2 separate regions of the Mus musculus genome follow, and region 2 is linked to region 1. The links are chromatin contacts, called in public promoter capture Hi-C maps. All regions are on one chromosome and are shown on one strand. Each heading gives the region's core, a stretch centred on a gene start, on an enhancer-like site or on the middle of the called end of the contact. The rest is flanking DNA. Distances are from core to core; before and after follow the strand shown. Region 1 holds the start of Arhgap39 (Rho GTPase activating protein 39). Region 2 holds the start of Cby1 (chibby family member 1, beta catenin antagonist).

Region 1 (6,528 bases), core at 3,007-5,506:
GATCCACCTGCCTCTGCCTCCCAAGTGCTGGGATCAAAGGGAGGTGCCACCATGCCCAGAATTGGGACATTTCTTAATCCTCCCCACTTGACAATTTAAGCATCAGAACTCCTCTCAACAAAGGCCATTCGACCATAAGGTAAGGTGTTGAATGTTCCCCAGAGGTAAAGACAAAGGTGATAATGGACGAAGGCACTGTATTCAACAAGTAACCTAAACAGGAATGTGTCTGTGCATAATTGTGAACAAGGGAAGACCAAAACACGGTGATACTGAGGTGCTAGGCTTGTTTTTCCAGGACACAGTCACCAAAGAAATAAGAGTATGGTAGGGTGCATAGGATAGGAAGTAATGGAGGGATTTTGTTTTTACAAAGAATAATGTGAGAGGGTACTCAGGCTTTATCTTATGTATTTATTTACTTTTTTAAAGGTTTATTTATTTATTTATTTAATGTATATGGGTACACTGTAGCTGAACAATTGGTTGTGAGCCTTCATGTGGTTGTTAGGAATTGAATTTTTAGCACCTCTGCTTGCTCAGATCAACCCAGCTCGCTCCAGCCCAAAGATTTATTTATTGTTATACATAAGTACACTGTAGCTGCCTTCAGACAGCACCAGAAGAGGGCATCAGATCTCATTGTGGGTGGTTATGAGCCATCATGTGGTTGCTGGGATTTGAACTCAGGATCTTTGGAAGAGCAGTCAGTGCTCTTACCTGCTGAGCCATCTCACCAGCCCAAGTAGTCGGCCTTTAAAGAGCACTGGTTATTCTTCCAGAGGACTCATGTTAGGTTCCTCGCAGCCATCCCACTCCATCCCTTGGGGGATCTGACACCCTTTTCTGACCTCCACAGGCACCAGGCACAAACATAGTACACAAATATTGTTGGCAAAACACCCATGCACATAAAATACAGAAAGAAACAAAAAAGAACAATGTTAGCATGTATCTGAGTGTTCTTGAAAACTGTTCAATAGAAATGGCCATATTAATAATGCAAGGGACAGAAAGAAGTCCAGACCTCTAGTCCAACCTTCAGAATGAGCAGAACAGCCTGCAAACTTTCCACAGGCAGGGAAAGTGGGAGGCCAGAGATGGGTGTGTGCAGTCCTGTAGTTTGGTAATGGGAGGGAGACTTTTGGTTTCCAATAGGAGGCCTAACTAAAGGGCTCTGAGAAGTTATGGAATGGCCACCATCTTTGAAAGCCTTCTGAAGAGAAACACAAGACTGCTTGAGAGTGAGCAGCACTCATTCTAAGTTTGTGACCAAAGGTTCAAAAGGGAAGAGACAGGGGCTGGAGAGGTGGCTCAGTGGTTAAGAGCACTGACTGTTCTTCCGAAGGTCCTGAGTTCAATTCCCAGCAACCACATGGTGGCTCACAAACCATCCGTAATGAGATCTGATGCCCTCTTCTGGTGTGTCTAAAGACAGCTACAGTGTACTTACATATAATAATAAATAAATCTTAAAAAGAAGTGGGGGGGGGGGGGAGAGGCAGCAGGGGTTAGCGGTGGGCATTGCTGGAGAGATGGCTCAGCAGTTAAGAGCACTTACTGTTCCTCTAGAGGACCTGGGTTCAGTTCCTAGCACCCACAGGGCAGCTGACAACCGTCTGCAACTCCAATCCTAGGGTGTCTGATGACCTCTTCTGGGCCTCCACAGGCACTGCATGTGTGGTACAGGGACAGACACTCGTTCAGGCAAGCACATAAAACATAACAAACATCTCAAAAATATTGAAACAAACAAAAAACACTCAAAAGGAATCCAGTCAGCCATGTTGGTAATGTTTCTTCAGCCGCAGGGAGGAGACGGTCTTCCTTCATCCAAGTCAGCTTACTTCAGGTGGGTGAACAAGGAAAAAAATTCGTCACCAAAGGCCAATATTCTGTATATCTCACACCCTCTAAAACTTTTGTGTAAAGAAATTCAAACCTTTTACTTTCCTCTACCTGGTAAAGCTTTTCTTTCCACAAAGGCCCTGCCCTCCTCCAGTTCCCAAACGTGATCTGCAGCAGCTGACACCTCACCCTCTCCCTTTCATTTACTCCAAGCTGAATCTTTTTAAACTGAATCAGGCTGAATCAGGAAAAGACTATGAGGTGACCCCAGGCAATAGGAAAAAAGACACAGTCACCACCTGCCTTAGGATACACTCGAAGTGAGCTTCTGGCCCTCGAGGACTTGCTAGCCCGGTTAATTTCATTTTTGCAAAGATAAATAGCCTTGCTGCTTGTGCGTTCCTTTCTGCAGCATTTAGAACGTCTGTTTCCAGCCGCATTGCTGAGGGGGCTGGAGACAGAGCAGGAGCCCTCATCCATACCTAAGAGCAGAGCCCAGGATGACTCAGCAAGGACGTGCTAAGTGTGAGCACAGTGGAGATCCCCAGGGCTTGGGTCTGCAGCACTGCGGGGTGTGGAAGGCTCTGAGCTCTCTTGGTCTGGATACAGATGGAACGCTGTGTGCAGTCCTGGAAGAGCTTTGGGCCATTTTATTTGTCTGCAAGTGGAATTTAAATACGACACAGAGAAATGAAGACATGAGCTGGAGATGACCTGCCACTAGCTTGATGGCCCAAGTTCCATCCTCGGGACTCAATAGCCGAAGAGAAATGACTCCTTTAGAGTTTGTCTTCTGACATCTCTACAGAGGTCTTGACACATGCAGCCCTACAGACATACAAACTAAATAAGCAAAATATTCTGAAGGCTCATTTTCACCATTTTAAAAAATGTGTGTGTGTGTGTGTACACATGAATACTATTGATCTCATGGAGCTGGAGTTATAGGTGTTTTGTTTTGTTTTGTTTGTTTGTTTGTTTTTTGGTTTTTTGAGACAGGGTTTCTCTGTATAGCCTTGGCTATCCTGGAACTCACTCTGTAGACCAGGCTGGCCTTGAACTCAGAAATCCGCCTGCCTCTGCCTCCCAAGTGCTGGGATTAAAGGCATGTGCCACCTCTGTCAGGCATTATAGGTGGTTTTGAGTCACCTGACATGGATGCTGGGAATTGAACTTGAATCCTCAGGAAGAGCAGTATTTACTCTTAATTGTCAAGCCAAGGTAAAAAAAAAGTTTGGTTTTTTTTTTGTGTGTGTGTGTGTGTGTTTTTCTTTTTAAAGTAAAGAACTGGTGTCGGGCAGTAATGGCCCACGTCTTTAATTTCAGCACTAGCAAAGTGAGGCAGGTAGATAGCTCTGAGTTTGAGGCTAGTCTGGTCTACTGATCGAGTTACAGGACAGCCGGGGCTACACAGAGAAACCTGTCTCAAAAAACGAAAACATGAACAAACAAAAACAACAACAACAACACTGAATATTCCGAAGTCTGGGAGGGTGACAAACGCACTTGTAATGTGTTAAAGACGGATTTTAAGTTTGAGGCCAGCCCGGGTACACAGAGCAAGAGCTCGTCAAATACAAAAAACCCAAATGGCAGCTGAGGATGTAGCTCAGTAGGTAAAGGGCTTTCCTAGAATGGGTTTCACCTCCTCAGCTGTGTAAACCGGATATGGTGCCTGTAATCCTCGCACAAGAGAGATGAAGACGGGATTAGAGTTTCAAAGTCATCCTTCGCTACATAGGGAAGTTGAAGGTCAGCCTGGGCCATCTGAAATTCTCTCTCTTAAAAAAAATTAATAAGAAGTTAAAAGGGCCATGGAGTGGGTAGAGGTGCTCTCTGTGCAAGCCTGATGATGCGAGTTCCGTCATTAGAACCCATGGTGAAAGGAGTTGTCCTCCGATTTCCACACGGACACTGTTGGCACGTGCGTGCACATGCTTCACACACAATACACATTACAAAAAAAAAAAAAAAAATAGAAAAGAGAGCACATTTAAAGCTGTGCCTGAGTTACTACGAGAATAGTCAAGGAAATAAAAGGAGGAAAATAATAAAGGGAAGTTACAAACATGGAATACGCAGAGTATTTTAGACAATAGCTACCTTTCCAGAGTCAAGGAAGAGGTATATCTCAAGCTTAGGAACCCCAGCAGGGCTAGAACTAATAGAGTCACGCCACACCCACGTTAGGACACACCTGAGGTGACCCAGACCTCCAGAAGTGGGCGGGTACAGGTGAGAGCGGAACGGCCGGCTAGCGCGGCATCGGGGGCGGGGCCTCCGACAGAGGCAAGGCTCCCTCGGAGCTCCCGAGGGGCTGCGCGGTGGCGCAGGCGCATTGCAGCCTCGCGGGCGGCGCCCCCTGGCGGCGCCACCATCCTCGCGGGGGCGGAGTCGGAGGCGGGGGGTTGCGCTTGGTGACGGGGGACGCGCGGCCGCAGCGCACTGGACCAGCGGCGGAGACCCAGGACGTGAAGCGCTGGCTGCGGCGGCGACGGCGGCCGGGAGCCGCCGGGAGCTGGGGCGCAGCGTGCGGTCGGTGATGAGGGGCAGTGGCGGCGCTCCGGGCGCAGGGCCGGCTGGTGAGAGCGCGGGAGGTGGGCGGCGCGGGCCGGGAAGATGGCGGAGAGGCCTCGCTGCGGCCCCACGGCCTGGCCCAGGCGGAGGCCCCCCAGTCCAGTCGTGCTAGAAATCGGGGCCCCAGGTGACCCGGTAGGGGAGGGTCCGCAGGAGGACGCCGCGGCCAAGGGCCAGGGAGTGTGAAGGCGGGTTTGCGTAAGAGCAGGGGCCCGAGGGTGGTGGGTGTGAGGGTGCCATGGTCTGCACGCGTGCCCGGCCTTTGGATGGGCGTGAGTGCGTGTGTGTCCCTGGCCAAGATAGTTGTGTGCGAGCCCTTTGCTTGAGGTGGTTGGGGTTGGGGTGGACCTGATGGTGGGTGTGAGATGTGAGGGTGCCCGGCCTGCAGACAGGTGTGTGTAGTCAGCCCGAGGACAGGTGTGCGTGCGTTCTGTGTCCAGGCCCAGAGCCGGTGGTGTGCTTGTGCCCTTTCTGTGCACTGGGCTCCGGTCCGTTTGGGGGTGGTGAGAGATAGTGCTTGCCGAACGAGGATCTTGCGGGCTAGGCTTTGTCCGCGATGCCCGGCAGTCGGTGGGCGTCTCTGGGTCGGGTCGTGGCTTGCTTGCGCGTGGTGCGCCCTGGCTTCGCGGCAGGGCCTCTGCGGCAGGCTCGGGTGGTCCTCTCCCCGGCCTTTCAGACTTGGAACTCCCTGGGCGCCTGCTGTTTGGCAGGCGTGGGGTGGGTGGGGGCTGCGAGCCGGCAGGCTGTGCATCCCGGGCCAGGCAGGCTGTCTTTATTTTAAAACGTGCTGCCCGCTTCGGGCGCGGCAGCTGTGGGTGTGTTCCATGCTGCTGCTCACCGCAGCTGCTGTGGGCGCTACGCAACCTTCAGCCGCAAAAATGCGGCTGGACCCCCTCCCCCTTCAGTGTTGTTCGGGTTGGCCAGGCCTCCAGTGACCTCTGCAGAAAAACGTACAGTTGCAAGGCTTCAGTTCCTCCCGTGGTGCAGACAATACGGACGTTTGTCTTTGGGAGCTAGGGAGGGCAATTGAGCACTGCGTCCTGGGCGCAGTCTGTAAACAGCAGGTGGTTTTGTCCCTGCTCCCCTTTTTACAACGAACGTGGGGGGAAGGGAATTAGAAGGAGAGGTGTGACTGGATAGTCCGGAAAGCCAGTCTTCAAGGGATTCTGAGTGCCTAGGAGGGAATAGAGAGATGTGACTCCTTCCAGCTCGTGGTCTAATCAGCTGTCTTGTAAGAGTCTGGAGCAGAGTGAAAATGAGTGCTGGTTCTGGAGCCAGACTGACCGCCCTTGAGTCATGACTCCTCCTTTACTGGCTTTGTGGTATTAGGTAAGGTCTCTCTGCCTTTGGTTTCTTGGCTGTAAAATGGGTACACTAATAGTATTGGTCTCAGAATGCTGTTGTGAGGACTCTGTGACTTAAGACTTGTAAAATTTTTCACACCTGGGAAGTTTTGAGTGTTAGGAATTGTTCTTGCTACGAAATTGCAAGCTGTCAGGGTTAGGTATAGGTTGGACTGTGTGTTACAAAGTGCATAAACTAAGTGTGTGTGTGTGTTAAAATTGTAATTTCGTCTGAATTTTGCTATGTGCTCAGGTAGGTTTCAAACTCATGATCTTGTCTGGCATGCATTGCCATGCTTGGCACAAAGTACTTGTGTGTGTGCAAGTATGTATGTGTGTGTGCATACATGTAATTATTTTCATTTTGTGTGTATGGGCTAGTGTGTGTGTGTGTTTAATTATTTTCATTTTATGTTTGTGCCAGCTCTGTCGAGTAGAGGTCAGAAGATAAATTTTAGGAGTTATCTCTCATATCAAAGTGCCCATACGCACTGACACACACATCTAGCTGGTTGGAAGCAAATCTTTCTAAAGAAAAAAAGAACAATTTTATACACTTAGATAAATTAATTGCATAGAGTTGCTTTAAAAGTCTCTTTGGTAAGGAAACCTCTCGTGCAGCACACAGATTGCCACAGTGCTGACCGGGAGACGTGAGCTTGGTGTTGCCAGAGGGAAGGGGGCATGCAGGCCCTGGGCAGTGAGAGCCAGGCCTACAGTGTTGTACTGCACAGTGTTACCTTTGAATTAAGAAAGGTAA
Region 2 (6,528 bases), core at 1,301-3,800, 2.8 Mb before region 1:
ACCCAGCTTGGATTTGATCTTTAAACATGACTGAAATGAATTATCTGAACTAAAATGCAAGCCAGACTGGATACCACCACCTGGGACCCTATCACAAGGAGGCTGCCTGTCATAGTAGGTTCTTGAATAAACTCCAGTAGTAGTTCCCATGCAGGAATTCAGTCTTGACTAATAATATAAACCCCGAGGATGCCTTCCCACAGAGTCACCTCTCCACCCAGAGACCACTCCCGCCACCCAGTCTGCACTCACAGAATGTAGGTTGGAGAGAGAGGCCGACTTCCGAGGAGGGGTCTTCTTTGGGCTGAATATGCTGCCAAAGAGAGGCATCCCTAACTCAGTGAGGAAACGCCAGCACTTCCTTCTCCTTCCTGACCCAGCGAGAAAACACCAGCACTTCCGTCTCCTAAAGTCAAACAGATCAGCGACCTCATTTCACTGTTCTCTATCCATTAGAACATCTTACACCTTGATGATTGCCAATTACCGCAGTACCTACTGGGAAGAGTTATCCATTTATACAGAACAGCAAAAGAAGGCTTGAGGTCCTAATAGTTCTGGAAGGAGCTTCCATGTGCTGGGTGCTTCTTATGTGCCAGGCAGTATAGGCTAAGGCCTTTGCATAAACCCATTTCACTCACAACTGCCCCTCGACATGCCTCTCCTAGTCACCCCATTTGGAAAGCCAAGGTCTTTGGTGGGAACGGGCATTGGAACCAAAGTTTGTGTGGCTTCACAGTGATGCTAACCTCAGGCAACTCTGTCACGAGTTGGCCTCGCCAGCATCACAGTGTGGAGCCAGGGAGGAAATTTCTACCATTCCCGTTGGCCAGTAAGAACATCACCAAGTACGGGAACTTCAGCCTGGATGGCATCCTAAAGCCATGAAGCGACACCCGGATTTCACTCCCGGATGCAGAGCGGTACTTATCACAGTCTCGATAAGTATCACGACACTCACCGGCACACTAGCTTTAGTCACAGCACAACGTCCTGCAATGCTCATAAAATCAGTAACATCACTTAGGCTCGGGGAAGAGGTCAGCTTTTTAAATAAAACAAGTAGAGAGAAGTCATAAAACCACAAGGCTTCATGGTACATTTTTTTTTCCAATTATGTGTTTATGTGCTGAATGCATGCATATGTGCAGGTAGGTGTGTGTGTGTGTATCCACTTTATTAATATTTGTGTGCAGATTCGGAGTCTGGAGGGGGGACGTCAGGTGTCCTGTTGCATTCCCTTTAGATGGGGTCTCTCACTGAACCTGGAGCTAGACTGGCGGCCAGCGAGCACAAGCAATCCTGTCTCCGCCACCAACAGTGTTAGCATTGCAGGGGTCCGAGCTTGTAGCAGGCTTTTTTTTTTTTTTTTTTTTTGGTTTTTCGAGATAGGGTTTCTCTGTGTAGCCCTGGCTGTCCTGGAACTTCACTTTGTAGACCAGGCTGGCCTCGAACTCAGAAATCCGCCTGCCTCTGCCTCCCGAGTGCTGGGATTAAAGGCGTGTGCCACCACGCGCCGGCTTGTGGTAGGCTTTTAACTGAGATGTTGGGGACTTGAATCCATGGTCTCACACTTGAGCAGCAAGTACCCACATTCACTGAGCCTTTTCTCTAGTCCCCTTCACAGATTTTTTTTTTTAAACACACACACATACACACACCGTTCAAGGTATCCTAGGGTTCTTTAGGGAAGCTCTCTCATAGAAGACTATGGGCCAAGAAAATTAAAGGTTTGCACTTGGTTCCCAACCAACCCTGTTGCTCACCCTCTGGGGAGTCCAACGTTTTATCATCCCCCAAGGGCCTCAAAGGCTTTGTTTGCTGTTGTTTTTAATGTGTCTGAGTGTTTTGCCTGGGATACCATGGTCGTGCCTTGTGTCTGCAGATTCTACAACTAGAGTTACTGGCGTTTGTGAGCTGGGAATCGAATCCCAGTTCTCTGCAACAGCAACCAGTTCTCTGAGACTCTGATCCATTTCTCCGGCCAGTGACGTCCCTTATTTATAATCACGAATGATAACAGCCTGCAGCTCGTAGGTTAAGAGTGCTTTCATGTTTACAAACTGTTGGGACATTTGATGCTCACCATGACCCTGAGAAGTAGATCAAATTGTCCCCCTTTACAGGGAAATGCACTTACTGTGCGAAGCTTTAGTTTGCATCAGGCTATAAAATACATTCTCTTCATTCTGACAAAAAATAAAGGAAGGAAGCATCTTTGGTTTTCACTGGATTCTCAAAGGGAAAGGTGTCTCGAAAAAGTTAAGAGCCAGCCAGTCTCACGGGTCACAAAACCCAAAGAGTTCTGTACGGGTTAGGAGAAGACCTTCAAAGGATGGGGTCAAAACACCATCTCCGAGTCTCCGTCGCAAGAGGTGCCCGCGGAGCATGCCACGGTCCAGCCTGCCCGCTTCTCCAGGGGTACCCGGGCATCCCACCCACCACTACTGGCACGGATATCCGCCCGCCGCTCCCAGAGGTACCTGTCTGCGAAGCCGGAATCCCGAGCTAGCCTGCAGCTTTCTGCAAGGATCTGCCCAGGCCGCGTCAACCGCCGCGACCGCGATTGGCCGGCGCCGGGCAACCATCGTGCGCATGCGCAGCCTCTCTGGCTTCTACCACTGAGAATGCAGAGGGAGCCAGCTCCGAGACGAGCCTCCGCGAAGCAGCGGAGCCCCTGCGGACTCTCTAAGGTTCACGAATAGAAGAAAGCCTTGGGCACGACTTCTGGAGATACACACATGCCTTGGGCACGACTTCTGGAGATACACACATGCCTTGTGGCATAGGCTGGGAGAGGCATGACCCCCTAAATACGTTGGTCTGGTCCCCGGGTCAGCGCCGCCGTCGTCATAGTAATCGTTTTCCTTGGCAACAAAGCAGGCCGAAAGCTGCTTTGTTGTGTTAAAAATGTTAAGTGGTGACCCAGGCTGGACTCACAGTAGCAAAATGGACCGACCTGCAGCTCCCCCGCCCCGGCCACAAAGCAAACCGCGCCCCTTGGGCCGCGGATGCTGGCGGACATCCGGAGCTTGGTCCGGTCACTGGAGGGGCTGGTGGCGGAACCCGCCCTGACGCTTCTGCCGAAGCTTTCAGGTAAGACAGACGGACAGATATGACGACTCCCTGCCAGTAGCAAACTGGCTCCTGCCAGTCTTGCCTCCTCCACACTCCCACAAGCAAGGGAAACTGAGGTCCAGGGAAGGTTGCCCAGTGTACAAGGGGTAGAGAACTGGAGAGTCAGCTCCAGGATTCCTCAAGTCCTAAGGACATTGTAGCTCGGTTTGGTAAATGAAGAAATGGCCATCCAGGAGGCGTTTCTTGGCTGCCTAGTGGGTGTACGAGGTCATCCCACCATAAAGGACAGGACCCAGCTCCAAGCAGTCTTCCTCCACCTTTGCCACACAGCGTTCGAAGAGAGAATTCCACATCAAAATCAACCATATCTAGTGTAGCAACCGCTACAGAAACATAAAGCAGAACACATTTGAAAGTTGCGATCATTCTAGAAGTTTTTTTGTTTGTTTGTTTGTTTGTATGTTTGTTTGTTTGCTTGTTTGTTTTTTTCGAGACAGGGTTTCTCTGTGTAGCCCTGGCTGTCCTGGAACTCAGTCTGTTGACCAGGCTGGCCTCAAACTCAGAAATCCGCCTGCCTCCCAAGTGCTGGGATTAAAGGCGTCCGCCACCACCGCCAGGCTCTAGAAGCTTTTTGATATTAAACCTTGTGCGCCCTCTACCGGTGCTATCCCCGAAGCACCTTTCGTATTTTGAGATAAAGTCTCCCTGGGTACTCCTTATCTCATCCTCCTGCCTCAGCCTCTCAGTGCTGGAATTACAGACACACACCCAGCCTGCCTTCAACCCCTACCCTTTTGCTTTGTTTGTTTTTTTTTTTTTAAGATTTATTTATTTATTTATTATATGTAAGTACACTGTAGCTGTCCTCAGACACTCCAGAAGAGGGAGTCAGATCTCGTTACGGATGGTTGTGAGCCACCATGTGGTTGCTGGGATTTGAACTTCGGACCTTCGGAAGAGCAGTCGGGTGCTCTTACCCACTGAGCCATCTCACCAGCCCCGCTTTGTTTGTTTGATATTTGAGACTGGGGCTCAATATGTAGTTCTGGCTGCTCTCCCAACTTACAAAAGTCCTCCCGCCTCTTTCTCCAGAGCGCTGGGATTAAAGGCTAGTGCTCCATACCCGGCCCTAGGCTTTTTAACAAGTCAATTCAAAACAGATTAAATTAACTTGACTATTGTTGCACTTAACTCGGTTTGTCCAAAATACGAATAAACAAATATTTTAAATTTTTACCATGTATTGGTTATTAATTTCTTTAGTCACGCTAACCAAATTTCAGAACTTTTGTTTTGGTGTGTGGCTAGTGGCCGTGGGGCTGGGCAGCATCCAGGAGTGTTTTCCTTCCAGCCTCGTTGCCCTCTGTCTGGGAGCTGTTTCTTCTCCCCATCAGCCAGTTAACTCCTGCTCTTCCTTCAGCACCTTGACCTCCGTAACTAGGTCAGAACAAACTGTTGCAGCACTTCAGAGGCAGAGGCAGGAGGAGCTCTGTGAGTTGGAGGCCAGCTCGGACTACATAGCAAGTGCCAGGCCAGCCAGGGCTACGTCATGGTGAGACACTGTCTCAAAAACAAAAACAACAACAACAAATACCCAAAACCACACTGTCACCTCATAACCCTATGTACTTTCTTTGGAAGCAGTCATGAGTTATATAATTCATCATTACATACAGAATTTTGATGAATTATACTTTATAATTATGTACTTATTTTAATTTTACAAGTCTACCTCAATAGCCCCACTAGGGCTATGGATCCAGTCTGGCTCAGTTTACCATCCTGTGCCCAGTTGGAGCACACTTTTTAGTCTGTGGGAAGTCCTCAGTAAATAGTCACCGAGTGGCTCGACGTTGATGGTGACGGAGGACCAGTACCGCAGTCTGCATTTCACATGCTATCAAATGCTAACTCTGAGCAGGGGATCGGCAGTCCCAGCTGCCACAATGCCCCAAGGGGAAGGGCTCCTCAGCTCCCACGCATCCACCCCCAGCACTTGGCACAGTGCTTGCCATAGCGCGGCTTTCAATGAAGCTTGCTTTCCCTCCTCTGCAGACAACGGCAGTAGAAAGCTTACCGGGCCCCAGAGCACACGTATCCTTAAATGGTAGGAGGGAGAATTCAGCCCGGAGCGATGTGTGTATTTTAAACATTCCTCTTTAGAAACTACTCAGTTGTCCCATTAGGTGTGAGTAATAGCATTCGGCTAAAGCTGGAAGCTTCCTGACAGCATCATCAGAGTCTAGAACATAGTGTAATTTTCCAGCCATTCTGGGGAATGGGTAGGAGGACAAGGAGAAGCCCTGAGATGCACCTGCCTCTTCTCATCTCCTGCTGCTTGGCCTGTGAGGGTAAGAGCAGGAGGCAAGAAACGGTACTGGCCTGGGGTCTGAGTCAGCCTTTCCTTCCACCCAACCAACTTGGAGCAGTACAGGGGTCGGAGATGGAGGGATATCTGCAACCACAGGGCCGCAGAGTAGTGATCAGAGGGAGATATGAAGGCAGTTTGGTTCAACAGGACTCAGTAGCTGGTGTCCATTCAAACTTAGAATCTGACCCTGAATAGTTTATTTTAGGCATCTTTGTACACAGCACAATTTGTTTAAAAAAAAAATCCTGGTGATAAATAGCTCAATCCCATGTGCATAGCAAGGCTTAAGGTAGGATATCTCAAAGTAACGTACAAAGCAAAGTACAGGTGAGATCTTCCATAAAGATGGGTTTTATGGATAACTGGGAAAACAGGCTCAAGATAAGGAAGTCTTCTGGAAGACTAGTCTATAGACGACTGAAACAGACAAGGTCAAGAAAGGGTCTGGGGGAATCTCTGTGGTCTATGGCCTGGTCACACAGTTAGCACTAAGGTCACCATGCTAATGAACTAACTATACCAGTGCCTTCTGGGTAAGAAAACAGGTTATATACATTTCTCCCTTTGAGATTTATTTTATGTATGTGAGTACACTGCCACTCCCTTCAGACATACCAGAAGAGGGCATCAGATCCCATTACAGAAGGTTGTGAGCCACCATGTGGTTGCTGGGATTTGAACTCAAGGCCTCTGGAAGAGCAGTCAGTAGTTTTTTGGTTTTTGGTTTTTTGGTTTTTTCAAGACAGGGTTTATATATAAAACCTCTGTCTATAGATAGACATATATATGTCTATATATAGCTCTGGCTGTCCTGGAACTCACTCTGTAAACCAGGCTGGCCTCGAACTCAGAGATCTGCCTGCCTCTGCCTCCCAAGTGCTGGGATTAAAGGCATGCACCACCACGCCCGGCTGCAGTCAGTAGTCTTAAGCCGCTGAACCATCTCTCCAGCACACATTTCTTCCTTTGAGGAGACCATCTCTTTCCTAGCTTCCCTGGAGCTTATCTGTGAGCACAAGGACCTCTGTGCTTCCTACAGTCTGTGATAGACAACTTCTTCCAAGAACAAACAAGTCTGG

The links. Promoter capture Hi-C pulls out the DNA fragments that hold promoters and counts their contacts.
Region 2: a contact with region 1 is called in a promoter capture Hi-C map of cranial neural crest. The contact joins the promoter of Cby1 here to the promoter of Arhgap39 in region 1. A contact is called at or near these places in 2 of 39 promoter capture datasets (cranial neural crest and liver).

What each region holds. Positions count from the first base shown.
Region 1 is chr15:76,815,894-76,822,421 of GRCm38.p6, reverse strand. It overlaps Arhgap39 (Rho GTPase activating protein 39), which reads left to right and starts at 4,256. Exons shown (of 12, transcript NM_001168288.2): 1 at 4,256-4,430.
Region 2 is chr15:79,655,249-79,661,776 of GRCm38.p6, reverse strand. It overlaps Cby1 (chibby family member 1, beta catenin antagonist), which reads right to left and starts at 2,550. Exons shown (of 5, transcript NM_028634.3): 1 at 2,484-2,550; 2 at 253-406. The coding sequence starts at 330. It overlaps Fam227a (family with sequence similarity 227, member A), which reads left to right and starts at 2,821. Exons shown (of 18, transcript NM_029407.1): 1 at 2,821-3,096.